2 separate regions of the Sus scrofa genome follow, and region 2 is linked to region 1. Evidence: chromatin contacts called from public Hi-C data. All regions are on one chromosome and are shown on one strand. Each heading gives the region's core, a stretch centred on a gene start, on an enhancer-like site or on the middle of the called end of the contact. The rest is flanking DNA. Distances are from core to core; before and after follow the strand shown.

Region 1 (6,112 bases), core at 1,837-4,336:
TCAGAAGGACTGTCTAAGAAGCGAAGAAGGAGGCAGGATGATCCAGGAAATGAGGAGGCCTCACGAGCTGACATTCTATTGGAAAGTCCAGCCCAGACTCCTGAACCCAGGCTTTGTAAAGCATGGTCCCTGTTCCAGGCAGAACCACAGGCTGAAAGTTGCTGCTCTGGATTCAGAGAAGCAGCGTGAGTCAGAACGCAAATAAACTGCCTTAACGCAGCACTCTGCTCAGTTCAGCTGATTTTTTCTCTCTCTGAAAGTAACAGAATATTCATTTAATTTCTGGCTGTGGGCCCTTTCTCGTCACGGTGCACGGAGCAGGTACTTTTGGGTATGTTGACTTAAAACATATATGCCAGACCTAAAAGTTGAGAGTTATGTTTTATGCAGTGGACAAAACTGAGGACCTGAGCTGGGGAGGTGGCCTCTCAAGGGACCCCAAGAAAAATGCTCGGAGGAGGCGAGCGGGGAGCTGGGACACACAGGAGTTTTGCAACAAACGGCAGCTGGTAAGAACAAAAATTAGCGTTCGAAACAGAAAAGGAGCTATCTCAAGTTGGGGAGGTTCGCATTTTTCTCTGTACGGGAAGATGCAAGGGTCTGGACTCACTGCCATCGCTTCTTTGAGATGCACCTCAGCAGTGTGGGGCTGCTGTGCACTTTCCCTTGGGGAGGGCTGCAGTCTGGTGGCTGCTAGATGGCAGGTGTTTTCAGTTTCCTTCCTGAGCTCCCTCAGGGCCCCCCGGCTCAGCCTTGGACGTGGCCGGGATCCTGATGACCTGGCATCCTCAGGTCACTGACAGGGCAGGCAGTATTTTTTGTTTCTCAGGTAACACTGATTCAAAAAATCTTGCGCTGACAGCGTACAAGACCCAATATCAACACCCCACAGGCCTCTCTCGGCAAACTGAACCCGCCCCACCTCCTGAACCAGCTTCTGCTCCTTTACTGTTTTCCTCCAGGAGTCGGTGGCTCCATCCACCAGGTCTCCAAGCCAGAATCATGGTGGGGGGTGGGAGGGCACATCATCACCAACCTCATCCAACTACCAAAATCAGGCTCGGATATCACCATAGGCCTGGGCAAGCCATCCTCCCCGCTGCTGCTCCCACAAGCCCCCAAAGCCCAATTTGGACTCCCGCTCCCCTGTTAACCCTCCCAGTCCAGGTAAACAGCTCGACCTCCTCCTCAGAAGCCAGGCATTCTGGAGTCCGGCCTGGCCCTTGATCTGGCCTCTGGGTGTTTAAGTGCATTGTCCCCTTCAAAGGGGATTGTTGGTCTCCCCGGCTGTCACCTCAGTTCCTTACCCCTAGGTATTGAATCTGTGTCACACCAACACCCAGCACAGTGCCTGGGAAATAGTAGGCTCTAGGCATGTGTTTGTTGAATGAATAAATGAAGTCAAGGCAGAAAGAGATGCCTCAGTTGACCTCCTACCTGAGCAGAGGTGATGACGATGGGGGTCACAAAAGGCTGCCTGACTGTGGCCGAGGTGGTCTCAGAGCCTGGACGCCGCAGAGCTCCAGCTGCAGAGACGGGACACTGTGGGGCCCTTGCTGAAAGACTTCCTCTGCTGTGGCTTCTCTCCCTGCCGCTGGCACCGTCATAATAGCTCTCCTGGATCACATCAAAAGCAGCCCTGGCTGAGACCACCTTTCGAGGTGCAAGTCCCACCACCTGTGCACTTGGTCAGCTACTCCTCACGTCTCAAAGCCCCCGATTTCTCTCTCTTCCAACCCACATGTCACTGTCCTTCCACCCACCACCCTCAACACCTCTGCCATTTGGGCTTCTGCCCTTGACTTAGACATTATTTACCTACCATCTCCTTTTGGCCTCTGCATTCTTTTAAGATACAGAATAAGGCCCCAGACTCCAAACTAGCAAGAGATGTATGACAGACGAGGTTCTGACATTCTACCCTGTTCCTTAGGCCCCATCTGCCACTTTACGCCAGAGGATGACAGATCGGACAGACGGCAGGTGGGGGTGAGGTGGCATTGGGGGGAGAAACTGGCACAACCGTTTGGAGCCAAATAATAGATCATGGCTGGAAACTCCCGTCTTGATTTGGCTCAAGGGCCACAGCTATATTTGGCTGGCCCCCGATTGACATAATTATTATTGCCAGAAAGTAATTTTAGGAAGAACTGAAAAGGAGGACATGGGTGATTAAAGTTCTAATAATAACATTTCTCAAAAGTCTGGGTTAATGACTCTGTAACTCGGGTAAAAGAAAAGAGGCTTCAGGTGTTCAGGGATTCGTCCCTGGAACTGAACTTGGAAAAACTATTCTGTTCGGAAGTCAAATAGGGCAGGGATCGATCATATACCACTGAGAAATCTTGGGGAAATAAGGGGGGGGGTAGTTCATGTTTTTTACGTTAGCATTTCCTCTAACAATTTTGTGAGAAATGTTTTTAAAGCGGATACTGTTTTCAATTCATTCACAGCGCATCCTTTTACTAAACAAGGCACTGTACTAGTCCTGCTGGAAGCATCCATGGTGTGGGCAGGGCTGGTCTGAGCCCTTGGCTTCAGCATTCTGGCTGTTTACAGCCAACTTCTGTTCTGATTAGGTCAGTGTCCAACCTGATTGGCTGACGTCCTGCCGATTGTTAAATATTTCCTATGTCACCCTTGGATCTAAGGCAAACGTTCCGTCCTAAAATAGCTTACAGTGTAGAGCATGAGTTCGGCCCACAAATAACTATAGCGCAATGGTGTGTCATAATAATAGTTTCCATTATATTCCACCTTGTCCTTAACCAAGTGTATTCACACACACTATAGCGTTTGAACTTCACATTGCTCTGCAGCGTGTTCCTATTCTCATCTGCAGATAAGAGAACAGGAAGTTCAAGGAGGGAGGGGTCATTCACAACTCAGAGAGCAAGGCCCTCTCCTGATTGGACAATACCCGATTTTCCCACAATGCCCATAGCCTCTCTATTTAAAACAGGAGTTGTTTCGCTCACGGATTAATTCCTGATTTCTAAATGCAGGCTTTCCTACTCAAGTAACTAGGGAAGATGGGCCTTGCAGCTCTGTCATTCTGAGAGGAAGTTACAAAAGCCTCATTCTGAGAAAGGAGCTGTCAGGAAACTCAGATAACAAACCCAGGGGAAGCATGGCCTTGCCTTCAGGCCCTCCACCAGGCCTTCGTGCATGCAACAGACAAATGCAAATCAAAACTAAAAAGCTAGGGCACTGAGCGAGCAGATGGCAGAGGGAAGAACACAAACAAACAAAGAAGCAAGGAAGCAAAAAAATCTAAAGCTTTAAAGATTAAAGTGCCTAGTTATCTGGGGTCAGACCTATCCTCTTTGCCACAGCCTATCACCAGAGCTCAGCACAGAATCCCAGTGGGTGTTCCTCGTGCCAGCCCCGAGGAAAATAGGTTAGCCCTGGTGAGAGGCGTGTTGAGGTCTGCAGCAATAAGCTTGGCTTTGTTGGGAATTCACTCACGTGGCACACTTCTTTCTCTGCGGGGCCACCTGCATACACACCCCAAGTCTTTATACACATGGTCACAACAGGGTGACCTTACACCCAGAGAAGAAAATACAATATTTCCCCCGTGAGTGGTACTTACCATTTATCACTTGTCCAGTGGTCCCGGCACAGGGGGATGTCACAGAGATGGGACCCTTGGGCAGACTGGACGCCTTCTCTTCTGCATCCGGCAGGCATCGTACCACGTTCCATTCCTACTCATGCCCAGCAATGACGTCCTTCGTGGACCCTTGCAGAGGACACTATGTCAGGCTGGGAAGGGAACCTAGCTGTGGTTTAAGGCATCCTCTCTTTTTCCAAGAAAGGGGCATGAAATTGACAAAAGTGAACTGACTTGTGCGAAGTCGCCAAAGAGGTCCGTGACACAAGCAATGCAGGCGACTCTTGAGTTCTGGTCGTTGCTCCTAGGCAGTTGTTCATGCCAGGGTCTGGAATAGCTTTACTATCATACAACTCGTGGAACCAGTCACTCCACCAGGTGTTAGAGTGGTAGTCATGGAAACGAGGCCACCTCATTAGTACCTGCTCCCTGGGACTTCCTGTTCTGTCTTGGGTGAATGTCTGGAGAGCTGGGCCTAAGCACACCTTTGGTTATTCAAATTCCACTGTACACACAGGCAGGCCATCTTTTGCTGTTTTGTTTTGTTCTCTTTTTGGGCCACTGCAGGGCAGATGGAGTTCCCGCCCGGGCCAGGGATGGGATCCCAGCCACAGTTGTGACCCATGCTGCAGCTGTGGCAACACTGTTCCACTGTGATGGGCTGGGGATCAAATCTGTGTCCTGGAGATGCAGAGATGCCACTGATCCCATTGAGCCACAGAGGGAACTCTTCTCTGGGGCATCTTTGAAAGGACTCCAGAATCAACTTTTTCTGTGAAGCCAAGAAGCATGTGATTATAAATATTTGCAGTCTGGCCAAGGGTTTTCTTTTGCGTGTTTTTTGTTTGTTTGTTTGTTTTGTTTTGTTTTTTTAACAGGAACTTCCTGATTTATTTCCTTAACTACAGTACTCCTAAGAAGACAGCAACCAGGTTTAGAGTGTTATTAGGACTAGAAGCTTCCCCCCAAGTGGCCTCCAAAGTCAGAAATGTCTTTAAAGTGTATGCACCATAGGTCCATTTTCATGACTGGTTATAAAGTTTTCCCAGGCTCATGCCAGAGATCAAGCTGGACACTAGGTAAAGTGATCATGGCAAATTTTTGTCAATAATATACTGAAACAGGGATGTGTCAAGCATGAAATGACTCACCCTGGATTTGTACAGAAGTGGCTGGGCAGTTTAAAGAGGGAATGGGTGTGTGTGGTGACTCAATATATTCAGGTAGTGAAAATTTTTTAAAAATCGGGAAAAGAAAGTTGGAGACTCACCTGGGGACACTAAGCAGAATTTATGGAAGGTAGGCTCCTCCTCTCCTAGAGACATTCAGGAGCAGAGACTCTCTTCTGGCGTTGGCTGAACAAACGCTCAAATCTCTTGGCATTTTGAGCTTTGTCAGGCAGGCATTCTAAATGAAGCTGGAGTCATCCTAGGGATGCGGACTGGATGTTCAAAACCATTTTACTGCTTGTTGAAGTCTTTAGAGGCCAAGGTTGAGAACTAGTTGAGAAGAGGGCACAGGTACCTGTCCAGCCTGGCCAAGGAAAGGCTCTCTGTCACTTCCCAGTGAATTTAGTAAGTGCTCCTTCCCTTTCCCAAAGGCTACCGGGAGAATCCAAGGAACATGTTCCTAAGCTGCACAGTTTGCAGCTGCCTGTAATGAGGCAAGTTAGCAGCACAACCCTAGGGCTACGGACAATTCCAGTCGGAGATCTTTTTAGGTTTAGAAACCTCAAGCCAAACACATGGCGGCGGCGCCCTTGCAGCTTAAGCGCCAGGACCTCAGGCTGCAGTCTGGAGAGATTCACGACTCCCATGCGGAGACAGGAACTCAAAGCACTTCCTGGGTGCCTTGCTCCGGTGGCAGCAGAGCCAGCTTGGCTCTCACCCCTCCCCAAAGAAGCCCAGGACCCCAAGGCCGAGAGACCGGGCCAGGGGGAACGCAGCGCCTAGTCCACAACCTGGGCCGACGCGAGGGGCGCTGGGAGGTGGCGTCAGCGGCGCGAGGGCCTGACGTCACTTCCTCTGGGCGGGGCCCCGCACATCCCACGCAAATTGAAAGGTCTGGCGGTGGTCTGTGCTGTGCTGTGCCAGGTGCTTGTTCCTGGAGTTCCACACCTCCGTCTGGCCTGCACCGGACCACATGAGTGGGGACCATGGGGACAGGCTTCGGAGCCCCCATCCGGCTGCGCTTGGCCATACAGATGGCCTTTCCCAGAAAGCGAGAGGGGTGGGCTGTGCAGAGCCCTTGGTGTGTCCCTACTGGTAGCCGCTCTTTTTTTTTTTTTTTTTTTTTTTTTTTTTGTCTTTTTGCTTTTTCTAAGAGCCGCATCCTCGGCATATGGAGGTTCCCAGGCTAGGGGTCAAATCAGAGCTGCAGCTGCCAGCCTATGTCACAGTCACAGCAATGCCATATCCAAGTCGATTCTGCAAACTACACCGCAGCTCGCGGCAATGCCGGACCTTTAACCCACTGAGGGAGGCCAGGGATTGATCC
Region 2 (6,112 bases), core at 2,590-5,089, 4.4 Mb after region 1:
TTCAACCACACTAATGGAACTACAAACCAAAACCACAATAATATTTCACCTCATCCCTTAGAGAATGGTTACTATAAAAACAGACAGACAGACACACACACCACACACACACACACACACACACACAAGCAATAAATGTTGCAGAGGATGTGGAGAAAAAGGAACATTACTGGTGCAGCCACAGTGGAAAACAGCATGAGATTCCTCAAAAAATTAAAATCAAAACTATAGTAGGACCCAGCAATTCCACTTCTGGCGATTTATCTAAAGAAGCTGAAAACACTCACTTGAAAATTATATGCACCTCTATGTTCATGACAACATGAGTTACAATCACCACGACAGGAAAACAACCCAAGCATCTACGGAAGGATGAGCGAAGAAAGATGTGGTATATATCCATCTGCATTTCAGAGAAACATGGAATACTTTTGAGTAAGTCTCAAATATCACATGAGGCATCCTTATACTAAAATGTATCTGTTGTTTATCTGAAATGCCAATGTAACTGGGCCTATCTTGTTCTTATCTGCTAAACCTGGAGACAGTCCAATGAACGTGGATGAGAATGGTCAGGGCAGAGGTCATCACAGGATGTCTGGGCTGCTGTGAGCAAAGACTTCATTGAACTGGGAATACAACTGAGTCTTAAGCTGAGAGCTTTGTGGGCTGTTCCACTCCTTTCAGAAGTTCACAACACATCATCATCATGTGTGACTTACCTTTTGGATGAATCCGTGTTTTGTCTGCAGATTAGATTCTAAGTTGCTTGAAGACAGGAACCAGGTCTGTGTTCCCCACTCCACCTAGGACCAAGAGGCACACCAAAGGCATGTTAGTAAATTACCGCAGGAACTGAGTCAAAGGGTTTTATCTTCCCATAGAGTAAAAGCATTCTGTTTGGGAAATCATTGTTAATGGCTATTTTCTTTCTTTCAACAATGCAGCCAAGAATCCAGTCTGGAATCTTTGGAGGCAAAATAGTAACACAGATATGCATTGTCTGTAGTGCAGTAACTGCCCATGGTTGTGATATCATGGGCACATTTTGTTTTTGAAAGTCGGATACAATTTTTATTCACAAAAAGATAGTCAAAACTAATGGGAAGTATTCAATATAAAGATCTCAGCTTTTTCAAAAGTGCAATTTTATTTTCACGTTAAAAAGTTATAGTTGATTTATAATGTGCTAATTTCTGTTATACAGCAAAGTGACTGAGACAGTCACATATAAATATTCTTCAAAAAAATTTTCCTTTATGGTCTATCCCAGGGAATTGGATATAGTTCCCGGTTCTATACAGGACCTTGCTGTCTATCCATTCTAAATGTCATAGTTTGCATCTACTATCCCCAACTCCCAGTCCAACCCTCTTCCTCCCTCCTCCTCCTTGGCAACCAAAAATCTATCCTCTGTGTTTCTGTGTTGTAGGTAGGTTCATTTGTGCCATATTTTAGGTTCCACATATACATATGACATGGTTGTCTTTCTGACATAATTCACCGAGCATGTTCATCTCTAGGTCCATCCATGTCACTGCAAATGGCATTCGTTCATTCTTTTTCATGGCTGCGTAGTATTCCTGTGTGTATATATGTACATTTTCTTTATCCATTCGTCAGTCGATGGATAGGTTGTTTCTGAGGGTTGGTTATTGTGAAAAGTGCTACCATGAACATCAAGGTGTGTGTCTCCCTCTGAATCACTGTTTTGTCCAGGTATATGGCAGTGGACATATTTTTGGTATCTGGGCTACTTCCTAAGACACCACTCCACCCCCTGCCATGTGTGGCATCCTCTTGCTGGGATCAGACACTGAAGCAGTTACTTACAGCTGGGTAGTCAGTCCATTGACTATGAAAACACTTCTCTACAGGAGTTCCTCTGGGGCTCAGTAGGTTAAGGACACAGCATTGTCCCTGCTGTGACATGGGTTCCATCGCTGGCCTGGGAACTCCCTCGTGTCACGGGCATGGCCAGAAAGAAAGAAAGAAGGAAAGGAAAAAAAGAAAGAAAAAGAACATTTCTCTACAAGGAATCCTGCCCACATTTAAGTTCCTCTTCAGCCTAGTTTGGAACTCTCCCCCACTGTCTGCTACAGTCAGCTCCAAGCAGGAACAGGGTGAGGTCTACCACTGTAGAGCCGGTGGAACCCCATGGCAAGATAACTTTTCTCACCTCCTCTCCTGGGCTCAGCTCTTAAAACAAGCTCCTACTGCTCCTACTATGCACATCCCACTCCCCCCACCAGGGGCATCTTTCCAACAATTTAGAAGGTAATATATTGACATGATAGACTGATCATAAGACTTTAAAAGCATGAGAGAAACATGCAGAGGAGGCATCAAACAAGAAGCATTTTTTAAAATGTGCTCACTTCTTCCCCTTTAACTCCTTAAATTGAGTCTGAATTTTCATTCCAGCTCATCTCTGGACCCAGAATATCCTCTGTGGTCTGACCTGACTAAACGTCATCCCTTTTTTTTTTTTTTTCTTTTTGCTTTTTAGGGCCGCACCTGCAGCATATGGAAAATCCCAGGCTAGGGGCACAATCGGAGCTACAGCTGTGGGCCCACACCACAGTCACAGCAACTTGGGATCTGAGCCTCATCTGAGAACTACACCACAGCTCAAGGCAATACAGGATTCCCCAACCCACTGAGGCCAGGGATCGAACACTCATCATCATGGATACTACTCATTGGAATCGTGTTGGAATCACTTCTGATGTGCCAGAATCAACGCATCAACAACAGGAACTTCCTCATTTATTTCCTTAACTACAATACTCCTAAGAAGACAGCAACCAGGTTTAGTGTTATTAGGACTAGAAGCTTCCCCCCAAGTGGCCTCCAAAGTCAGAAATGTCTTCAAAGTGTATGCACATTGGTCCATTTTCAGGACTGGTTATAAAGTTTTCCCAGGCTTCTGCCAGAGATTAAGCTGGACACTAGGTAAAGTGATCACGGCAGATTTTCGTCAATAATATACCGAAACAGGGATGTGTCAAGCATGAAATGACTCATCCTGGATTTGTACAGAAGTGGCTGGGCAGTTTAAAGAGGGAATGGGTGTGTGTGTGTGTGGTGACTCAAGAGATTCAGGTAGTGAGAATTTTTTAAAAATCGAGAAGGGAAAGTTGGAGACTCACCTGGGGACACTAAGCAGAGTTTATGGAAGTTAGGCTCCTCCTCTCCTAGAGACATTGAGGAGCAGAGACTCTCTTCTGGTGTTGGCTGAACAAATGCTAAATTCTCTTGGCACCTTGAGCTTTGTCAGGCAGGGCATTCTAAGTGGAGCTGGAGTCATCCTAGCGATGCCAACTTGATGTTCAAAACCGTCTTAGTGCCTAAGTCTTTAGAGGCCAAGGTTGAGAACTAGTTGAGAAGAGGGCAGAAGCACCTGTCCAACCTGGCCAAGGAAAGGCTCTCTGTCACTTCCCAGTGAATTTAGTAAGTGCTCCTTCCCTTTCCAAAAGGCTACAGGAGAATCCAAGGAACGTGTACCTAAGCTGCAGTTTGTGTCCGAGCAGCCCACGTGCAGCTGCCTGTGAGGAGGAGGGGCAGCAGCACAACCCAAGGGCTACTCCAGTCAGGGATCTTTTTAGGTTTAGAAACCTCAAGCCAAACACGCTGCGGCGGCGCTCGTGGAGCTTAAGCGCCAGGACCTCAGGCTGCAGTCCGGAGAGATTCACGACTCCCAGAGACAGGAACTTAAAAGCACTTTCCAGGTGCCGCGCCCCGGTGGCAGCACAGCCAGTTCTGTTCTCACCCCTCCACAAAGAAGCCCAGGACTCCATGGTCAGCCACCCGGCCACCAGCACTGCAGCGTCTAGGCCACGGTCCAGGCCGGAAGCGGGAGGTGCTGGGAGGCGGTGCCGGCGGCGCGAGGTTGTGATGTCACTTCCCCTGGGCGGGCCCCCCGCCCATCCCGCGCAAATTGAAAGGTCCGGCGGTCTGTGCAGTGCTGAGCGCTGCGCTGCTTGCCTGTTCCTTGACTTCCGTGCCTCAGTCTCGCCTGTACCGGACCACGTGAGTGGGGACCATGCAGAGAGGCTTCAGAGCCCCCATCCGGTTGCGCTCAACCGGACGGATGGCCTTTCCCGGGAAGCGAGAGGGGTGGGCGGCCCGTGGTGTCTGCCTACTGGTACCCGCTCCAGCTCTGGGGATCTAGGATCTTAGGGTGGGAAAGGGATGGTCTGAGGCGCGCCAGGCCTTGCAGTGGCCCTGGGGGCGGCTGGCGAAGCACCCGCGAGCGAGCGAGCGAGCGGAGCTCCTGTTGCAGGAAAGTATGGACCGATGGAGCGGGCTCACCTGGCCTGGGAGTGCGGTTTGGCCGACTGAGGGAGGGTCCTCTTGTTTTTCTGCAAAAGCTAACCGGCCGGTTTTATGCTCAAACTCCCAGTTTCCAAATGTTGACAAGTACATTGTTTTCTTAACTTTGCGCAGATCACAGGAACTCCTGGAACCGGCTTCTGGGCTGACCTGCCAGTCCCTGTGAGACTGGATGGATCGGTGACGTCACTACTACCTGTCCTGGAACCATCTCTTGAGGATGCTTTGTGCCTCCCTCCTCTCTCCTCATTGTGCTGAAAAAGAAACACATACTGGAGAATATTTACCCAACTTAGAAGAAATATGTAAGCTTCATGAAATATTTACTATTTTAGTTTTCCTCAGAGTGAAAGAAAACTTTTTAGGAACATCTGAGTGGTAGGAAGCTAATAGCTTTTCCCCAAACTGTGGCTTGAGGACCACCTGCATCCAAATTGCCTGTGTTTAAAATTCAGAATTCCCATCTCACTCCACAACTAGTGAATCCTAGTCACTAGAAGTGGAGTTGAGAATCTGCAGAGGAACTGAAATTTATTCCTGGATTAGAGTGTATCAACAGGGTAAGTCTGATATCTGAACCTGTGGGTACTTCCTTCCTTTCCTTCCAAACTTAATGTCTGATAGGAGAGAGTTATGTTAAGAAATACGCAGTGTCTGCCACTTTCACTTTTTTTTTTTTTTTTTTTGCTTTTTAGGACAGCACCTGCAGCTTATGGAAGTTCCCAGGCTAGGAATCGAATCAGAGCTGCAGCTGCCGGCCTGTGCCACTGTCACAGCAATGCCAGATCCAAGTTGATTCTGCAACCTACATCACAGCTCACGGCAACACTGGATCCCCAACCCACTGAGAGAGGCCAGGGATTGAACCCGTGTCCTCATGAATACTAGTTGGATTCATTTCTGCTGCACCAGGATGGGATTCTCCTGCTTTTGTTTTTTATTATGGGGAGTTGGAGATGGGGAGGATTGTGGCATCTTCAGGTTTCTGTGTGGAAAGGGCTTGGTGCTACAACCTGGATGGAAGTGGGTGGGGAATTAAAGCGTTTATTGTGCAGCTGTTTTTTCACAGCAGGCACAGTTTCATATTATTTTGCCTGGAGCTTGCAGAGTCTGATGGAGGTGCCTCCGGGCACCACCACTGCTGATTCACAGAATGGTCATTACTTGGAATAAAGCATCCCGATAATAGTAAATTTTCAGGCCTGAAAAAAGTATAGCTTATGGAGTTCTCCTGTGGCGCACCAGGTCAAGGATCTGGTGCCGTCACTGCAGCTGCCAAGGTCACTGCTGTGGCATGGGTTTGATCTCGGGGCCTAAAAAGCAAAAATAAATAAATAAATAAAATAAACTGCATTGATTCTCAAATATCTAAACAACAGCAGCTGCTGTTTCAGTTTCCAAGCTCTCTTTCTTTATTTTTCAAAAATTTGGGGGTAAATATAATTTGCTTTAAATATTGCTGCTTTCCCTTTCTCTTTTCACATCCTCTAGTTAACTTGGCACTATGGGGATCCAAGGATTACTGCAGTTTATCAAAGAAGCTTCTGAACCTGTCCACGTGAGGAAGTATAAAGGTCAGGTAGTAGCTGTGGATACATACTGCTGGCTTCACAAAGGAGCTGTTGCTTGTGCTGAAAAACTAGCCAAAGGCGAGCCTACCGATAAGTAAGTTTGAACCTTGTATTAATTCTTTGCCAACTAAGAACAAGATTTATAATGAAGACTAATTCTTCAGTGGGATCATTCTCATTCAATGCCAGGTTTATCACAAAGGGAG

Evidence for each region. Hi-C and Micro-C count contacts between places; a contact is called where the count stands out from the background.
Region 2: a Hi-C map of fetal liver shows a contact between it and region 1, with 14 times the contacts expected there. The contact joins the promoter of LOC102166270 here to the enhancer-like site in region 1. A contact is called at or near these places in 1 of 5 promoter capture datasets (fetal liver) and 4 of 47 Hi-C or Micro-C datasets (embryonic fibroblasts, fetal heart ventricle, fetal liver and 1 more).

What each region holds. Positions count from the first base shown.
Region 1 is chr10:10,919,440-10,925,551 of Sscrofa11.1, forward strand. No RefSeq gene overlaps it. Among named protein-coding and RNA genes, the nearest start is that of DUSP10, 17 kb to the left of the region's middle. Within about 2 kb of position 3,087, at least 13 of the 83 cell types and tissues checked have an H3K27ac peak or open chromatin away from gene starts, as enhancers often do. A contact at or near this core is called in fetal liver and liver, where this site is marked.
Region 2 is chr10:15,313,646-15,319,757 of Sscrofa11.1, forward strand. LOC102166270 reads right to left here and starts at 3,840. Exons shown (of 12, transcript XM_021064450.1): 1 at 3,153-3,840; 2 at 723-806. It overlaps EXO1 (exonuclease 1), which reads left to right and starts at 3,911. Exons shown (of 15, transcript XM_021064446.1): 1 at 3,911-4,032; 2 at 4,450-4,640; 3 at 5,827-6,000. The coding sequence starts at 5,840.